Linked DNA regions of Mus musculus: region 1 is linked to region 2. A link is a contact called in public HiChIP or PLAC-seq data. All regions are on one chromosome and are shown on one strand. The core of a region is the stretch at or near the end of the contact, and the rest is flanking DNA. Distances in the headings are between cores, read along the strand shown.

What was found. HiChIP or PLAC-seq counts read pairs in DNA pulled down with a chosen protein or histone mark.
Region 1: an H3K4me3 HiChIP or PLAC-seq map of the 230-238 cell line shows a contact between it and region 2, with 4 times the contacts expected there. The contact joins the promoter of Inpp1 here to the enhancer-like site in region 2. A contact is called at or near these places in 2 of 39 promoter capture datasets (the 3T3-L1 cell line and embryonic stem cells), 2 of 484 Hi-C or Micro-C datasets (forebrain and large pre-B cells), 4 of 115 datasets of contacts at active chromatin or transcription factors (the 230-238 cell line, acute myeloid leukemia, embryonic forebrain and 1 more) and 2 of 9 other capture datasets (embryonic stem cells and liver).

The regions. Positions count from the first base shown.
Region 1 is chr1:52,816,282-52,818,981 of GRCm38.p6, reverse strand. Inpp1 (inositol polyphosphate-1-phosphatase) reads left to right here and starts at 1,294. Exons shown (of 6, transcript NM_008384.2): 1 at 1,294-1,580.
Region 2 is chr1:52,297,190-52,299,889 of GRCm38.p6, reverse strand. No RefSeq gene overlaps it. Among named protein-coding and RNA genes, the nearest start is that of Gm31955, 7.1 kb to the left of the region's middle. Within about 2 kb of position 1,414, at least 26 of the 459 cell types and tissues checked have an H3K27ac peak or open chromatin away from gene starts, as enhancers often do. A contact at or near this core is called in the 230-238 cell line, where this site is marked.

The sequences.
Region 1 (2,700 bases), core at 45-2,544, 520 kb before region 2:
TCAGAGCAAGCAAGTGATCCAGTGAGATACGTATTGTAGGGTGGTCTCTGCACCTGCAGAGAAATGGGCTAGAGTCATAGCTCCTACTCTAGCCCCTCCCCAGTTCTGCTCCTAGATACAAATCTACTCCCATTTCCTTATGGTAAATGTCACATTTATATTATTCCTTGATTTTGCTGTCATGGATATGATTTCATAATTAATATCAGCTGTAACACCAAGAATGGACTTAAGAGAATGGAACTAAAGGACAATATGAGGATCTAGGCATGGTAGCACCCATCTGTACTCCCAGCACCCAGAAGGCAGAAGCAGGAGGATAGCGAATTTGAGGCCAGCAAGGGTTATAAAGTGAGACTCTTACCAAAAACAAAACAAAACAAAGTAAAAGTGAGAAAGAAGGCTGAATCCACTGAACCTGTGAGTGAATGGAAGGCGGATGGGGAATGGAAGTGGGTGAGGTGCCATCGCAGTACTGCGCATAAATAAATGGGAGCTTGGGGAGAGGTTGATGAGAAAGCCTGCAGGCTAGAATTGTTGAAGTGCTTCCCAGTTCCAGCCACAGAATAAATCACAGGGAAGCCGGATAAATCTTACCAGGACAGAAGGGCCCAGAGCACTCACAGAGACTCTGAGCCCCTTCTATCCCAAAGTTGAATGTTGCCCTTTTTAAAATTCTTACCCTTGCTGCCCTTTGTCCATCACCACCCATTTCTATTTCCACCTACCACTCCCAACTATATCTTTAAGTCACACTGAGCATTAGTTTAAAAGGGTTGCAGCAAGAGATGAGTTTCCCACCCAACATGTGCTTCTTGCCTGGCTGGGCCTTGACCCACAACTAATAAGGTCCAGAAGACACTGCTTTGACTAAACAAACATGTAGGAACCTAGACGCTTCTATTAGAACAGGGGGACTCATTCTAGCAGGAAGTCCAACTTCACAGCTTCAAACCATCTGTCAAACCCATAACACCAAGGGTTCAAATGAATGGAGGAGGAATATTCTCAAAGACTTTTTGGGTGCTTCTGAAGAAACAATGCACACCAAGAACTGTGGTTGAGGCAACCCTGACCTTTCTGGCCCTCTCAAGCAAATTGACAAAGCTTCACTTGTGACGTCGCGGAGGCCAGACTCAGGCTGGCTGGCGTGGGATGCCCTCGCCCGCCCCAGAAGCAAGAGGCCACCCGCCCCGGGGGAAAGAGGCGGGGCCGGGACCTGGCAGAAACTGGGCTGCACTGCTGGAGCCAAGAGAGGCAGGGCGCCTCCCCGCCTTCGCTGCGGTGACCTCCGGTGTTTTCCTGGCGGCTTGCCCTCCGGCTGTGCCCGCCACAGGAGGATTGCGCCAGGTCCCAGCGCGACCACCTCCAGGCGTTGGCACTCCCTTCCTCCTCTCTCGCCCCTCCTCCGCCTCTTCCGTTTCTCTGGGAAAGGCTGTATCCTCCTTGGGGCTCTGCATCCTCGCTTAGGTAATCCGCTTTCCTGCTTTCGCCACCCCTCCCCGGTGTCCAGCGTCTCCACCTCCGCGCATTTGGGTCCCCGCGAGCCTCGCGCGCTCCATCGCCTCTGCAGAGGGCAGGTGAGTCGGTCTCCGGCCGAAGGCTACTGGCCTCGGCGCCTGGGCCTGCGAGGTACCGGGTCGCTGCATCGAGGCCTCTCCGGCCTGCCCGTGCCCACCCACACAGAGCCCGAACCCCGAACCGAGAGGCTAAGCTCGCGGATCACGCCGCCCCCTTAGCTCTGCAGAAGCCACCGAAAGAAATCCAATCGCCCGCAGAGTAGCTTCTTCTGCTCGGTTCTTTCCATTCCTACCACTAGCCTCTAGGTTGAATGAGGTGATCTGAGAATGGTCAGAAGCAGAGGCCCAGGTTCCACGGGTAGGTGGCGTAGCTGTCAAGAAGTAGGGGAGCAGTTTGCCTGAGAGATGCTTCTAACGTGGATCCACGTTGACTGTCTCTAGAGACCCATTGGATGGGTGTAGACTAAACAGTCCGGGGGTATATTTTTTCTACATTTTGAAGTATGGTTTTGTGAGACATGTCTAGGCAGTGGGTGTGGACAGCATAGAAGGGTGTCATCTAAATTATCTAACCTGGCTTTGGTAAAAATCATATGGACTGTCAGACATGAGGTGTGAAAGAAAAATCTAGGGAATACACGTTAACAAGCGCGGTGTGTACTTTGGAGATTTCTGTCCTTAAAACTAGGACCGGAACACGTGGAAGTTTGCCCACTGTGTGAGGGTGTTCGCGTCAAAAGGACTGCGGCTTGAGGCCGTGCGGACAGGACTCTTAATATATATGTATCCCATGCAGAATGAATCTTTCTGTTTTGTTTTGTTTTGCTTTGCTTTTTTGGCTCCTTGCCCTTAATTCCCAGTTTTAATCAGATGGTAAGACTTAGGTCCACCCACCTGGTAACAATCTAAGGAAGAAAACAACCCCAGGGACTACTTTTGGCTGATGGACTAGCAAGATGACCTCAGTCAGGCATCTGAAAGTACAGAATGAAAGGGAAAATACAGGCAACGGGAAAGCCGATTTTAACCCCTGCACGTGCCTGTTTGCTGTTTTCTTAAGAACTTACATTTAAAGGACTTTTATAATACTTTTGCAGTTAATTCTTAGCAATGAAGAAGACTGTGTAAGACACATAAAGTTACACTTCAGTTTTTGAATAGACTAAGAACTCTTCTTTGC
Region 2 (2,700 bases), core at 165-2,664:
TAAGGAGCGAGTGTTATGCAGAGATGTGTAGACAACAACAGTTGTGTAGTCTCCACAACGCAAACATCTTACTCAGCCTCAGTGAGAACTAGGGGATGTGCCATGTTCTTCCAATGCCATCTAGTGGAAGACAGAAGTGATTTTCATCGGAGCTTGTGTGGATAATCTGCCATCCCTCCTTCCAATTTTTAATTCATAAAATATTACTAAATAAATGGTGCACATCGAGTCACCGACTAAAAATCCACTAAAACCAAGAAGGCCAAGTATAAACTGTGTTGAATGCCAAAGACAACGTTATGACAGGTTCTGCTCATTTACAGTATGATGTAACAGCACAGGAGGCTATCACTAACATCACTAAATCATTATAGGACGATGGCACATCTGAGTTATTCAAGAAAGAACATTCTAAGGACAGAATTTTGAATTTTAGTGTAATAACTTCTTACACGCTGATTTCTGTCTTTCCTATCCTCACTCATCCCCTTCTTTGCCTGACGGGATGCCTTTCTTTCACATGTTGCCTGATCTCCTCTGGGAGGTTACCTCATCAGTGTGCTGCATACATACACCATATACTCCAGCACAGCTAACTGGCTCTCTCATGCATCCAGAGCACTTTGTTCTTACATCTCTGTTGTTTTACTAAATCCTACCACAGCATCCAGAGATTATTTGACCAGGTTAAGGTCTGTTCAAGGCTCTTGGATCTGCTTTATGTCCAGACTCCCCCAGTAGTTAACCTATGGCAGAACCCTATCAGAGAGCATCCTACTTCAATTTTTTATTTGCACTAGGTCTCTTGACTAGACTGAAAGCCCCCTGAGAATAGAGGCCAAATTTAGTGATACTTCTAAGAACTCTAGAGAGAGACAGAGACAGAGAGACAGAGAGAGCAGAGAGACAGGCAGACAGAGACAGGCAGAGAGAACTCATGTATGTCTACATGCCTGCTCATGGCTGCATGTGCACCTTTGTGGAGGTCAGAGGTCAGCCTCTGCTGTTGTTTCGCAGGAACTGTGCTTTTTTTGTCTGTTTTGTTTGAGACAGGGTGTCTCACTGCCCTGGGACTCTCCAAGTAGGTTAGTTTGGCTAGCCAGTGAACTCAGGAATTTGCCTGGCTCTGCCTCCCCAGCCCTGGTACTATAGGCACATGCCACCAACTCGGCTTCTTCCATGGGTAGTAGGGATCGAACTCATGATCCCAGGCTTGCATAACAGGCAGTTTGCCATTTAAACTATCTTCCTAGCCTATGTGTAAGTCTTAAAATAGAGCTCTAGTAGATAACTCTGGCTAACTGAAAAGGAAACACTTGTTATCTTTATATTTTTTTACACCCAGTCTTATGTATCGCTTCCTCTTTCCTGCATGCCATACCTATTTCACAGGGCATTGCATTCTTAAGTCTTCATTACTCGCTTTTGCTTGAGTCACCATGGGAAGTAAAGTTCAGAGCAGATGTGGTTTGTAGACAGAACCTTGTTGGAGAGAGAAACTGAAACGGAGTTTATCCACACTGGAAGGTGGTGGGGAGAGGAAGGAGATGAACAGGTCATGTCCCAGGACCCCTAAGGTGTGCCACAATCATACTCTAGATTAAGGTGATATTACAATTGATGTGTCCCCAGTGTTAGCATCACCTTCTTTATTTCCCAGTTGCAGACAGACAAGACAGAGTCCTCATCCAGTGTTTAGCCTTGGTCAATGTTCTGTCTCTAAGGGTTAATTTCCTCATAAAATAAAGATAAATGTAACTACTTTATATGGTTGCCATAACTGAAGGAGGTCAAGTCCTGAGGGACTGACATAGAGTAAGCTGAACAGATGACCAGCATAGATGCATTCTGCAACTTTAGATAAAAATAGGACGGCAATGGCCAAAAGCAGACACAAGCGAGTCTTCAACAGATCAGTGATGTATCTTCAACACAAGGCTTGGATTTACTTAATAGGGTTGTGAGGTTGTCATAATTTGGTACAAGGGGAGTGGTGTGTCAGGTGCATGGCTTGAGATCTGCGCTCTAGCTACTCTAAGAAGTAATGGAAGATAAGGTTAAAGCAGGGAGGTTCTCTAGGAGCCTGCTCCAGAACTCCCAAGGAACAAACGAACAGAGGGAACAATCAGCAGAGGCTTACGACAATCAACAAGCCACACAGCAAGGTTGCCAACATGAAAGCATGAAGAGAAAGGAAATTTGCAAGAAGAGATGTATTGTCTCAATAATAGCACCTACTGCCATGGGTCCCAATTCTTAAGATTATGTGCAGGAGAAAGGTAGAAGAAATCTACTACTCAGAAGATAGTTATCAAGTAGAATCTTCAAACAGATGCTCCTATTGGAGCCAGAGTTCACTGGCAACATTTCGAAGATGTCCTTATAGTCACAGTTGGGCAGAGAGCTGGCAGCGTCAAGTGGTTAGAGTTGAGGTCTGAGGTGGCTAAATGGATGTGCCCATAATTACATGCCATAATTACATGTATGTCCAAGGATCATAAATATGGGAGAGAAGTGAACTGCTAGGCAGCATGCTGCCATGTATAGGGCTGGGTTTATGCACATGGACTGCTGTTAGCTAGCTGCCATTCTTGTTAGCATGTGTACGCAGGCCTTCTCTCTCTCTCTCTCTCTCTCTCTCTCTCTCTCTCTCTCTCTCTCTCTCTCTCACACACACACACACACACACACACACACACA